Regions from separate parts of the Gossypium arboreum genome. Here region 2 is linked to region 1. The links are chromatin contacts, called in public Hi-C maps. All regions are on one chromosome and are shown on one strand. The core of a region is the stretch at or near the end of the contact, and the rest is flanking DNA. Distances in the headings are between cores, read along the strand shown.

The links. Hi-C and Micro-C count contacts between places; a contact is called where the count stands out from the background.
Region 2: a Hi-C map of leaf shows a contact between it and region 1, with 2.5 times the contacts expected there. The contact joins the promoter of LOC108457779 here to the promoter of LOC108460940 in region 1. A contact is called at or near these places in 2 of 5 Hi-C or Micro-C datasets (both in leaf).

What each region holds. Positions count from the first base shown.
Region 1 is chr4:95,385,364-95,392,618 of ASM2569848v2, forward strand. LOC108460940 (nicotinate N-methyltransferase 1) reads right to left here and starts at 2,586. Exons shown (of 5, transcript XM_017760651.2): 1 at 2,002-2,586; 2 at 1,512-1,845; 3 at 1,211-1,222; 4 at 1,159-1,208. The coding sequence starts at 2,388.
Region 2 is chr4:95,741,622-95,748,876 of ASM2569848v2, forward strand. LOC108457779 reads left to right here and starts at 3,938. Exons shown (of 9, transcript XM_053026451.1): 1 at 3,938-4,173; 2 at 4,693-4,918; 3 at 5,019-5,142; 4 at 5,752-5,840; 5 at 5,956-5,998; 6 at 6,376-6,432; 7 at 6,518-6,614. The coding sequence starts at 4,026. LOC108457780 (thaumatin-like protein 1) reads left to right here and starts at 2,727. Exons shown (of 2, transcript XM_017756917.2): 1 at 2,727-2,852; 2 at 2,997-3,766. The coding sequence starts at 2,804. The coding sequence ends at 3,682.

The DNA of each region.
Region 1 (7,255 bases), core at 1,336-3,835:
TAAGCAGATGATGAACAAAACGACAACTCAGAGGCCCCAAACTGAAACCAAACTCCAATTCAAAATTTTATTTTAATGAAAAATGTGGTTCCAAGTTCCGAGATGACCCAATTGGTTGGAAATCTTGCCGGTGCTACCGCAACGCAAAGATCATGGGTACAGAAAAGATATAGGTTAAATGACAAATTTCTCACTATAAAATTAAAACTTGTCATTGTTTTCTACAAATTAAAATTTGTCATTGAATGATTCTTAATATTTGTCTTGGGCTAAAGTAAAATTATCACTATCTTTCAATTCAATATTTGAATTGTCACTTTATGTTTGTTTTATTTGAATTTTGATATCCAATTTTAATTTTGAATAATTTGAAGATAAAAAATTAGTATTTATTATAATATTTAACAATAACAAAATAACTAATAAAAAATTATTTTATAACAACTAAACTTAATTTTTAGATATTTTGTTTTTTAAGTTTTCAAGTCTTTCTTTCATGAAATAAAAACTTTATGTTCATTTCTTATGTTTTAATATTCTTATAAATTATTTGTTGTTAAAAGAAGATATTCAAAATAACCTCTCTCTGTTTTTTAAAAAAAATTATCCTCAAATTGTGCTAAATCTGAATAGTAAATTTTAATTTAAAAACAAAGTGGGTGGCAGAATTGAAACAAATTTCTACAATGGGAAATTTGTCCATAATTTCAAAGTAAAATATCAAATTTAACTATTCTTAACCCAAGAATAAATGTACTAAATTCACAAAATTTGGCAGATTGAAAATATAACGAAGTTAAATTTTTGTTACATTAACTACAAAAGCAAAAGTTCCATATCCATACAATGAGTTTAATTAAAAAGTAGTTAATTATGAATAATCCTTTTATTTACTGTAAATAAAGTAAAAATACCTTATGAATAATTTTATATATTGTTGGAACAAATTATGACATAAATTTATCATTTATTTAATATTTATGTTAATGTCACATCAATTAGTATGGTTCACATGTCAAAAGATAACTTATCCTAAAACTATTACTTTCTTTATAATTTATGTCAATATACTATTTTAGAAAATATGATTCGTAATTATAAAAATCAAAGAAAAGATTAGGTGAAATATGTAAATTATTAAAGAAATATGAAATTCACCTTCATGAAGATTGCATCAGCTACTGGAATCGACTCCAACATGTCACCCCAACGTAAGTCACGCCTACAATCAATCAACACTTTAACAACCACGCACCCTTCAATTAATAAAAACAATACCCAACCATTTCTTTTAATTATTTTAATAAAAATAGATTAATATCATATCTTAAACAAATTTCAAATTATTTAATAACAGTTTTAAAAATTAAATTAAATTTTATTTTTTATATTTTCATTTTTTGATATCTTGGTTTTAAATTACCGAGTAATTATCTCTTTAAATGATAGCGAAGGAGTAAAGGCGGTGAAAGTAAAATTGATTAGTGAACAAGAAAGCTGAAAAATCTGACCCGGAATACTAGGTGCTTTGGCAACGACCTCAGGCAAATCAAAGTTGATTCCCTCAACATGGGGATATTTCTGCAAAATCATTCGGAGGCAATCCCCCGCGCTGCCTCCCACATCAACTAATCTCTTCACGCCTTTCAACCCATCATAGCCGTCCAATATTGCTCTCATGAATGGCACTGAAACTCCCGACATCGCCTTTTGCATCAGCCCGTTCATTTCTGGTTTCTTCCCATAGTAACTATAAGCTCCCTCCCCATTCGCCTTCACGAATGGCTCCGATGTCGGATTCAGCACTGCTTCGTGCACCAATGGCCACGCTCTCATCAAAGCATCCTAATACATTTATTCCACTCAATTACCTTTCTTATTTCATGTAAAAACCCATAGCTCTACTCTTCTATACATGACGGTTTCACTATAAATCAATCAAATGAAGGAGAGATCTGGGGAGAATCTGTGGTTGAAAGTGAAAAAGTGGGATAGGCCTACCTGGTGGTGCTGGAGGACATATGGTGCATAGGATAGACCCTCAGCGTCTGTTACGAGTGTTTTTCCGATGTCAGTTAGGGAGTATTTTCTCTCCGGGGAGTGGGAGTCATCACCGCTGCAATTAAGGTGTTCATCGAAAACGCCGTAGCTTGTGAGCATACGGAGGATACGCTGGAGGTTTTCAGGGTCTCCGCCGCCGTAAGGGAGTACCCGTGAGAGAATCTGGACGGCGGAGAGAGGGGTGTTGGCGCCTCCTTGCCAGATAGCATCGGGTACGTTGAGGCGGACGATAGCGTTGAGAGACATGGGGACGCTTATCATGTTGGCCAGCTCCATAATGGCTAGCCTAGCTTTGTTACTGCTCTCCGCTGTCTGGACGTCACCCATTATAGGGGCTTCAATATCTGATCTTCAATCTCTCGCTGCGCTGGTTCGATGAGTTTGAGTTGAGGTTTCGGTGGGTAGGAGATTTGAGATTTGATTGCCGTGGTGGGGGTACTTATGTAATTCTCGTTATCTCATTTCGGGAGAAAAATTAATAATATCGCAACTTTTTCAATTTTCTTTTGTTTCTAAAATTGGTAATTTCTTTGAATTTTTTCTATTTAAGTTAGTGGCTTTTAGCTGGTAATTGTCTTTATATTGGAGTTTAACTTTTCTTTTCTTTTTTTTCATTTAAGTTATTCTTTGATATTTTCATAAAAACTATAAGGTTCATGTTATAGAAAATTAATAAAATAATAAATAAAAGTGGATGAAAAATATGAAAAAAATTCATTGTCTTATTTTCATTTATAAGGTTTTATTTATAAGCTCATTTACATTCAATTAATAAATGTATTACATTTAATAAACTAAATTTTCTTAATTACTCCATTTAATGATCGATTATAAATGAAGTAAAGAGTTTTGTCTCATTACTTTAATATGCTTAAGGGGGTTATAGACATCCATTTAATTTATAACACTCCTCTTGGATGTCTTTTAAATAAGAATGTGCCTCATTAAAACCTTTATTAGGAAAAACTTGTGGGATAAAAACCTAATGAAGGAAAAAGAGTACACAATCTCCTATTACAAGTTACCTCGTTAAAAACCTTTACCAGGAAAGCCCAGTGGGACAAAATCTTGGTTAAAGGAAAAGAGTACAATGTGTTTTAGACTCCCCCTAATGGCAACATCACATTATATCTTTAAGTCGACGCATTCCAATCTTGTTTCATAATCTTTCAAATGTTGAAATTGGCAATGCCTTGGCAAAAAGATCTGTTAAATTATCAGTAGAACGAATTTGTTGAACTTCTATATCACCTTTCTTCTCAAGATCATGAGTGAAGAATAATTTTGGTGAAATATGTTTCGAACCACCCTTTAATTGAGCTATACATGCTGCATTATCTTCGTATAAGATAGTTGGCATATTTTCCTGTAAATGCAAATTACATATCTTCTGGATATGTTGGGTTAATAACCTTATCCAAACACACTCTCGGCTTGCCTCATGCATTGCAATTATTTTAGCATGATTTGAAGAGGCAGCAACTAATGTTTGCTTTGTCGAACGCCATGATATAGCCGTACCTCCACATGTAAACAAATATCCCGTTTGAGATCGACCTTTATGGGGATCCGCGAAATATCCAGCATCAGCATAACCAACTGATAGGGATTTTGAATCATTTGAATAAAATAACCCAATATCAATGGTCCCTCTGAGATATCTAAATACATGTTTAATTCCCCATTCCAATGTCTATGTGTTGGAGAAGAACTAAATCTTGCTAACAAGTTTACAACAAAAGCTATATTAGGTCTTGTGTTGTTTTGCAAGATACATCAATGCTCCTATGGCACTTAAATATGGTACTTCAAGACCAAGAAACTCTTCATCTGTGACAGCCCAAAATTGACCCTAGTCGGGATGTGGTTTCGGGACCACAAAACCGAGGCATAAAAATAATTTAAAATTTATTTTGATGCCTATGATATGTGTTAATTTGTGTGTGACATTTTTGATGTTTCGATTTAGTGTTATAAATGCGAATTTCACTAGAACGGACCTAGTAGTGAACTTTGAAAGTATGATGGGGAAATGTGTGATGACTAGTTGCTCATGCATGCAAAAATAAGGATTTGCATGTCAAATTTCCCCCAACATGAAGTGGCCGCCATGGCAAGAGGATGGGCAAAACATGTCATGAAACATGTTTTGTTGGTGCATTAGGGAGAAATAATAAACAAAGGTGTATGGGTAAGAAAAGAATGAAAAAAAAATGTGTGTGTGTGGTATTCCCCCATTGCCGTGAGTTGTAGAGAAAGAAAGAAAAATTTTGTTCATCCTTTCTTTGAGCCAAAACTAAGGAAGAAGGAGGATTTTGCTTCATGCTTGGTTTGGAAGAGATCTAGAAGGAGATTTGGCTAAGTTTGCATCAAGATTAAGGTATGTATGAGGTTGTGTTAGGAGTTTCATGCATGTTTTGGTTGCTAACTTGATGTGCATGATAGCCATGGCTCAAATCTTTGTTATGCCATGGAAATGGTATTTGGCCAAAGTTGTTATGGTGATAAAGCCATTGCATGCTAAGTGTGAAGCTTGATGATGATGCATGCAATGATGGATTGTCTACTTTTGAGTAAGATTTTGAGTTTTCTTTTGTTTAATCATGATTGAAGTTGAAAAGGGCATGATTGTCATATTCGCCATGATGCATTCATGAGCATGGTTCATGCTTCTTGCATGTTAGTTAAAATTTGTGTTTTGGATGGCTATGGACACCTTGAAATTCGCCATGCTCATATATGTATATATATGTTTGCACATGATGTTTTGGTTATGAACTAAGTGATGAACATGGTTGTTTAAAGAAGAAGATGTTGAAGAATGATTGTGAAATTGCAAGCACATTCTGCCTAGCACACATATGAGTGCTTGATGCTATATTATAAGTTTTGAGCTACAATATGCAAAGCATTAACTAGTAAAATGCATGCTGTTTTGTGAGGTATTAAGTGCATAATTGGCCTCAACATGTACATGAATATTCGCCTTGGGTAGCCTATTGAAGGCCTTAGCTTTTCCTTGATGCTCGAATAAATTGTATTGAATTGCTTGATGTAGTATAAAATGTGCATGACCATTGTGTATTCAAGCTAAAGAGTGGCCATATGACCATTTAAACTCCTTGTCATATTCGCCATAAGCTAGCACAATGAGGTTTTAATAAATTGAATTTGTTTGAATTAGCTCAAGAGCTAAGAGGGCCACAATTGGACAAGGGAAGGAAAAGTGATCGAATAGCCGTAAAAGCCGTTCGACAACATCCGAGGTAAGTCCTCAAGAAGTGACCTTACTTGAATTATGTGGAATGAAATATGGATGTATTGATTATTGATTTATGTGTGTATGAGTATTGAATAATACCCGGGCTAAGTCCCGGCGATTATGCTAGTGATTATAATTGTGTTTGAGCCTTAGTAACGAGAATGAAATATGTATGTCCAATGATTATTGATGTATGTGTGCATGAGAAATTGAATGATATCCGGCTAAGCCCGAAGACAATTATGCTGGAAATTATATCCGGGTTAAGACCAAGGCAATTGTGCTAGTGGCTACATCCGGCTAAGACCAAGGCATTCGTGCGAGACATTCTATCCGGGCTAAGACCGAAGGCATTTGTGCGTGGTTATATCCGGTTATATTCGAAGAATCTTGGGCTGGAGGTGAGTGTTGGTTGCTGTAATAAATTCAATTAGTACACTCGAGAAGCCCAAAGAATAAGGTACGTTTATATGTGCATTGGAAAGTCGACATGTTTGAGCAACATTCGCTCAATCGACTAATGAATTTCAGTTATTGAATTGATTGATACTTTGTGAAAGTATATAATGATGAAGTGTGAAGTAAGAATGTGTATTAATGAAATGATGCATTTGGCTATGTGAATGTATTGCTGTAATTAGAGTTGATTATATTCCTTGAGACTTACTAAGCATAAAATGCTTACCCGTTGCTTTGGCTCTGTTTTATAGATTTCGCTCGATAGCAATCGGATTCGGGATCAATAAAGTCAAGTCATCCACACTATCAACGCCCTATTTTGGTATAAATTTTGTTTGAACTTTGAAATGGCATGTATAGGACTACCCTTGTTGGTTTAAAAATGTGGTGATGTATATGTATACGGCCATGCGAAAATGGCTCGTAAAAGGAAGCATGAACTTAGACTATTTGTGGTTTGTATGTATATATATGGTGTCATGATGTGATTATGGATTGGAAATGGGAGTGTTGGTCACATGATCAGCCATTGGTATGGTTAAAATGATCATATATGAACCTATGTATGGCAAGACTAGTTGGTTCATGGAGACTACAAAATAGGTAAGACCTACCTTAAAACAGATGCTGCCAGCTGCAGTGACGTGAATGTGAAAAATCACCAAAATTTGTAGGAATGGTATTAAATAGTGAATAAGCTATGTAAATGAACCTTGATGAGTCTATTTTCATATGGAAGAAACGAAATGGTCATAGGAGTTACATGTTAAGAGATATCAAAGCTATTGTGAGACAGGGCCAGAACGGTTTCTGGGTCCCCTGTCGCAACTTTAAAAATTTACTATAAATTATCCAGAAAGAATTAAGAGACATACCTTATATGTACAGATTCCATTTTGAGTCTAGTTTCATTAGAAACAAACGGCACCAGCATTAAAGCCCTGTACAGAGAGATATTCAAGTTATACCGCGCGAAGGTCAGAGCAGTCGATCCCTGTAACATGGGTGACTTTAACTAATAAACTGTACCAATTTGCCCGACCAAAAATTCTAGAAATAAATCCATGGATGGATATATGAGTCTAAATTCAGGGAAAATTTACGAAACCAGTTTCCGAGTTTTGAAACTCGAGATATGATTTTTAAGGCGACGGTGACGCAGTCTTCCAGCCTGACTGGAAATGTCAAATTGGTGGGCAAAACATGTGAACTTGGCTTGTTAACCCCTCGTGTCCGACACCGGCGATGGTCTCGGGTTCGGGGTGTTACATCATCATTCTCGCAAGGACGAAATTGATCTTTATTCACATCTAACGATCGTACAACCACTAGGGTACTCAATGGATGTGCTTTATCCATATAAAATTTCTTTAAGATCTTTTTCGTATAAGTTGACTGATAGACATGAATTTTATCTTTTAAATGTTCGATCTGCAGGCCGAGACAAAACTTTGTTTTTCCAAGATCTTTCAT
Region 2 (7,255 bases), core at 2,688-5,187, 360 kb after region 1:
TAAACATGTTAAATTTAGCATGAAAAATGTGTTGGTGATACCTAGTGTTGGTGATACTTGAGGACACACTTGGTTTTTGGAATAAAACAATTCCTTTCTTTTTCTTCATTTCTACATCAGTAAGTTTTAGCATACAGCCATTCATTTTTTTTTCCATTTCAACATTTTGAGTAATCCTAAGCCCTTCTCCCTTTCTACCTTCCACCAATTCCATTAAATATCATTTCTATACACCAACTAGCATGATTAACTTCATGCTTAGGTAAGTCCCTTTTAGCTTTAGCCTGGTTATCGCTCTGACAAAATAATCGTGAGATATGAGCCCATACTAAAAACTTTTCAATTCGGTATTCACTATCTCTCTGGTATATGAGATAGTACAAATTTGTCCTTTAAAGTTGATTGATTTTCAACTCAAAGCACGTTTTGGGTTGGAATAGTTTGGCATACAATTGGGAAGTTTATTCGGTCATGTTGTACTCGAATTCTTGCGAACAAATTGGCCTGTTCAATTGAAAAAAGCTAGTTGGATTCCATCAAAGGAGACAGTGATCGGATTTAAACGACCCACGCGGTTATGGCTATTAATTCAAGTTGGGCTTTCTAGATCACAAAGCTGTCGAAATATTAAATTAAGGGCACGTGTCACGTGGTTGGAAATTCGACAATGGTTGATTTGCAGGTCATACTGGAATCGACTACAAGAGGGAAAGTTGGCGGTTGAGGCGTCCTTGGTCGCTATAACCAACTTATTCATTGGAAGGGAAAAACTATTTTTCAAGGATCGGTTCAAGTTCGAAGCATACTGAGGCTGAGGCTGAGGCTGAATTTTAATATATTTAGTTCCCTAATTTGATTTAATTCACTTAATTTTATTTTGCAATCTCAAATCCGTTTATATTATATTATATTATATTATATTATTGTTTATTCTATTTTCTCTATCAACTAAATTCCCTCTTTCATTTATTTTACAATTTTGCACGCATAGGTTGAGGGCACGACAACTGTCTAGACTCAGAAATTTGGCCACAGAAACAAGAAAATTAGTAATCCAGTCCCTGTGGGATCGACCCTATTACTCTATACTACTATTTAATTAAGTTAGAGTATATAATTTTATATTTGGTAGTTTTGACGCCCATCAATTATAATATATAGTTTGAGATGAAAAATATACCAAAAGACATTTTTATTGTATTAACACATAATTTACTGTTTTTTTGCATTTGTAAACTGATTTGGTGGATTTGACTAATGGTGGGTTTCGATAAACGGTACGGTGTAGTGCGGTGTGTTTAGTTTACTTTGTCTCACATTACAGTATCGTTACAGTATTTAATTTTTTTGTCACCGCTATTTTTATATTAACCGTAGACAAACACACCGTCCATCTAAACCCACCCTAAATATATTATATATATAATTGTTATTAGATATAAAAAAAGATTATTAATTTCCTTTTTTTCCTTTTCCTTTTAAGACACCATAGGTATTCCAGATTTTAGTCATTTACAATCTCATACGTAAATGTCGTTTTGCTTCCATGGGTGGGAATGAGATATACTTTTCGGGTTTTCCCATACTTCTATGTAAATTAGAATCAATAAAGATATAATTTACCCTATATTTTTACCTTTGAAGTTGCCTAAAAACTTCAAATATGTAAGGAGATTTATTTCCATATTAATTCTGATTAGTTATCTACAATATTATTATTTATGAGTATTTGCAATGAAGTCTCTTATTTTAAAGTAATGTTTTGGTGAGGTGATTTGTCTCTTGTATTTTGAAAAGAGTCTAAAGAGATTTATAGAGTTTAATGAGCGTCTCGATTGATATAAATACGATTTGCAAGTTTATAGGGTAAGTATTAGCATTATGTGAAATATTAATTATGCATGATACACCTATAGGGGATCGAATCATCAGCTAAGGCTTAAATAACTCTATCTTGTGAGATTGTAGGTTATATCTACATCAACTGATGTGCTCTCTAAATTCCGTGAACCCTTTGGGTCTCTTTGGAGTTTAGAAGACAAACCTCCCACAAGAACAATACATTCCATTGAGGGAGTGAAACATTCCATGGTAAATAATCACCTTCAATAAAATTTATATCTTATCATATAAATTGATTTAAATTTATTGTATATGTTTTATAAGGTAACGGTAAATTTTAATATATTCTAATTGTTAATATAATTTTAGAATTATAACTTGGAAAATAATATTTCTCACAACATTCCATTATATAGTAAATTTTTTGTTCAACTATTCCATTATATAATATTATGGAATAGGTATGGCTAAATAATTATTGTCTATGCAAGTGTATTTTTACCCTGTTTTTTTGGGGTCAAAGGACCACAGTAATTTCTTTGGTAATTAAGGACCACAGTAATTTAGGTTTTCTCAAAAAAAAAAAAGAAAAAAGAAAAAAAAAAGAGATAAATTTGGTTGGATACAAAATAAGATGAACTTAAACAGGTGGGGAAATCATAATTAATGTAAAAGATATGCTTCTTCTTCTTCGTCTTCTTCTTCTATTTATGGTATCCTTTTAATATAAAATCCACTAATAAAGTTATGAATTTCCTTTTCAATTGGTTAACTTACCTCTTACACTTAAGGTATCCTTTTAATATAAAATCCACTAATAAAATTATGAATTTTTAATTTGATACCTTAAAATTATGCTTTATTTGTTTTTACCAAAAATAAATAGCTGTTTTGTATATAATCCCCATTCTAAAGCATGTAAATTGTATATATCCATCTAAAACTTAAGGTTCAAGCTTCAATGGGCAGTAAAGCAATTTTCAGTCTTGTCCTCGTATTAGTTATTTCAGGTTGCTATTATCATATTTTTTTTGTTAGTATCAATGGCAAATTAGGCTTAACTCAATTGATAAACATTAAGATTTGTCTACTTGAATTGCATGGATTTTTGAAGTAGAGAGACTGACATCTTAATTGCTGATCTAAATTTACAGGTAAATTTGTGCAGTCTGATTTAACCTTCAACTTTGACAATGAATGCTCGTTCTCAGTGTGGCTATCAGCCAGTCCTTCCGTTGGCGATGGTGATCCCGAGAGGGGGCCAGGCACATTGGAAATATTCTCCATGCCAGATCCTTGGACCGGTAGCCTCTGGTTACGGACGAAATGCTCGTACGATGCTTCCCAAATTAATTTTACTTGCGAGACCGGAGACTGCGGGTCTGGCTCGGTCGATTGCCAATCTCCACCACCAAAACCACCAGAGACACTCCTGAATTTCAACATTAACCAGAATGTGGTCTCTTACGAAGTGAGCCTGAACCATGGGTTCAATGTGCCGGTCCGAATTCAACCGATTGGTGGCACGTTGGTTGGAGGGTCCGAAGTGTGCCCCGTTGTCGACTGCATCAAGGATATGGGAGATGTGTGCCCTCCATCCTTGGTGGCTATAAACAAAAATCGAGCCTATGTGGGATGCAATAGTCCATGTGATGCGTTGAAAGATCCCAAATATTGTTGCACCGGAAGCTTTACAGGGCAGGCTTGCCAGCCTAATGACTTCTCAAAAAGATTTAAGGAACTTTGTCAGTTGGCACATACATATCCGGGAGACAACGATCCTCCAATATACAAATGCAGTGGGGCAAGTGCTTACAATGTTACATTCTGTCCTTTATAACTCTACCAATTCAGGCATTGTAATAATTCTTATTTGCAGCGCTAAACTATAACTAAATAAATGCAAAGTCCTGTTGTTAAATAATCCTGAATGAATCAAATTAAGTTGAATCCAGAAAAAAAACTGTTATTTTGGTTGACAGCAGAGTATTGAATACAGCAACAGAGTTGGAAAAAGCTAAGTAAAATAAAAGACACGAAACGTGGACCATTTCAGCCCAATTTCTCACGTTGTAACTGGTAAGCACCTGACTTAAGACTCTCCCCCCTTCTTTTATTTTCTAATTCTAGGGTTCCTCTTGGAAACCCTTTTTCCCCCCTCAATCGCCTAACTGTCTACATCAATGGCAAAGAAGAAATCACCCGGGAAGAAGAAGCAAAAGGTAAAGGGATTGAATCAAATTGAAAATGCTCCAAACTTCAGTAAGCAGTCCAGGAAAGCTGAACCTATGCCTTCCTCTTTTTCTTCCCCTGCTTCCCCATCCGCTTCTGGTATTTCAGTTTCTCTCTCTCTCTCTCTCTCTTGCGCATATTCTATCACCTTTCGTTTCTTTTTGGTGTAATTGGGTATGTTTAAATGTTGCTGGAGTCACAAATTTTATGTTACTCTTGATTATAGAGGAAGGATTGTTCCTCAAAGAATGAAATTTTCTTGTGAATTGGGTAATTGTTACGGTGTAAATGACCCTAAATGTATATCTTGGATATTATTTGAGGAGAAATATTGAACGTCGTAAATTTTAGTGCATCCATTATGAATAATTATGTATTTGCCACTTGTTCTGTTTGCATAATGATCTTAATTTATACGGATAATTCTGTATAACAACTTGATAAGAGCAGAATTTGTTAGGTTCTGAAGTTCTTTTAAGTGTATTGTATGATTATTCATTCAGTCTGTTATCACTTTCTTTGAAGTTCTGCTTCCAAGATAGAGAGACTGTTATAGTTAGCAATGCACAAAAGCATTTTGGAGAACTGTAACCTTTAATCTTGGTAACTGTTTCACAGGTTCCTTACAAGAGTGCTCCTATGATAGAGATGAAGCTTCCAGTGTAACCTTAACTAATTTCAATGATAAACAGGATGGAAATATAGTGGATGACTCAATTGCTTTCAGTGGCTCGTGTGATAAAAGATCAAGATTTGTGTTAAATTTCTATGAATTTCCGGCGTTAGAAGCTGAACCAATTGCTCCAGATACAGCTAGTGATCCATGCAGTGGTAGAGTGGTCCAGTATGTATAATGCTATGGGCAGTTTTCTTACGGTTGCTTTCATGTTATATTCTTTACTTACTTGAGAACTTTCTTTATCCCTTTTTTCTTGTTGAAGTAGGAACGTTGTGGAACAAAAGAGTGATGTGAAGAAGTTACAAGTTAGAGGAAGCACTGGTGTTTGCATAACTCCAGGAAATGCGGTATGGGCCAAAACAGCTTGCCAAGTGTGGTGGCCTGCTCAAGTAAGATACTGTTATTTTTATGTTGTTTCAAAATATGACGTAGATGATCTTTTTGTTTTGTATATACAGTCATGTGCGTGACAGAATCCATAGCTGCAGTTATATATTATATATATTGATTGTAGGATTTGCACTTTTTCCCTTCATTTTTGTTGATTTTTTGCTTTCTGGTTGTTGATGTGCATGTTCTGTAATTAAAAAGGGAAAAGAATTGTTGGAAGCCTGTTGGCACTTCTCTTCAAAGATCATCCTATACCTAATTTTATGCAGAATGGATTGAAATTCTTTCACCCGATATCAGTGGCTTTCAACTTGGAAAATGAAGTTCTAACCTTTTCACTTCTGAAACCCTTTTGTACTGATCTTTTCTAATGGAGATAGAAACTTTGCATAACTAAAGTACAGCAGCTAACAGCAGGTTTAATCATTTAAGTGTCTTTGACTAATACCTGTAACTTTCTTAGCCTGGGAAAACTTCTTTTTCCCATCTCCATTAGATAATTTCAGTTTTGACTTGAAACTTCTTGTTCTCTTCAGATATGTATTTTGCATGGAACAATTTTTCCCCTCTTCAGAAGTACTCTTAAAAGCTCTTACTTGACATTACAGATCATTGAAAAAAGGTCCGTTTTAGTTGATTCAACAATCCAACAAACCGAGGAACATGTTTTAGTAAAGTTTTATGGAAAACATGACAGGTATAGTACCCCCATTGTAAGCTAATGTAGCCTCTATCCTAGAACTGTGAAAGTTTTATTGTTCTACAGGATTTTTTCATTATATGATCTTAAATATTAGCTAATTTCTTTTCAGTGCTTGGATTAATGCAGCAAGAGATCTTTCAATGCTTGAGGATGTAAGTATAGGCTTTGTCTAGCCATGCCAAAATTATCGGTATTGATTTAGTTTAATAAATATTATTGTTCCTTAGAACTTGCAATAAAGAATCTGCTTTTGTTTCTTCTTTTTTTATATTCTTTCTTTCCACCTGTGATATTCATTTGAAGTATTTAGGAGGCTTGGAGGGGAATACCTCCTTTCTTGGTTTGTGCAATGCGAACGGAAATTTTATGGTGATTTTGAAAGTCACAACAAGATATGATAAAAGAAATAGTGGTTCTATGATATACATATATGGGAACTTGATGTTATCTTTAACTTATTTTTTTCAGCACATGAATTACGGGTTGGGTGAAATCTAATTTTAAAATAAGTGTTTTTCCTTTTTGCCAGTGCTTTGAAGAAAGGAGCTGCAATTTAATGGAAAATTTTCAAGATGCTTTGAAACAAGTATTGAATATTTCCATGAAATGTGCCATTTGTTTTCATTGCTTCATTTTTCAACTTCTGCAACTGTATTCTTGCCTAATTGCAGGCAATAGTACAGAGGAAGAAACATATAAAATCATGTAGGCAGTTGCCTGGAAGCCCTGATCCTTTCCCTCAATCTGATCGGCAAGACAAAAAATCTGGTTTGTGTTGCATTGCACTTATCTCTGTGTTACACTTTTAACCTTCTAACATACTTGAAAAAACAGAAGACAAATAAATTGAGCTGAGGAAGATACATGATTTAAAAGTTGGGGATATTCATCATTGCTTCATTCTTATTATCTCCTATACTTATTGTAGATCAAAAGACTGGAATACAGACAGGTCTTACGTGCCACTAGTCTATCCTCCATGATATACAGAAAATATCAATCTCTTCATTACTCTTAAATCTGATTGAGACACTTGGTGTAGTTATAAGTTTTTTGTCTAGTTGCCTTGCATTAAGACACTTGGGTTATCCAATTCCTTCATACTATTATGTTTTAATCCGCATTCTTTAAAATGTGAATCGAACTTAATATTTAGCATCGTTCTTATTTGGTTCATAGGCATTCTTATAGGTCTACTATAGTGTTATTCTTCAATTGTAGATTGAAAATTGATAGCATCTGTGGTTTGAGCATCTGGGCCTCATTACTTTGATGGTTAGAGGATTAGGATGCTAACTGCTTGTGGGGTTTGCAGTACCCAATTCTTAATGCAATGCTTCAACCTAATATGTTCCTATTTTCATCGACAAGCAAATATCAATTACATTTTCCTGTTTTCTTATCACCTG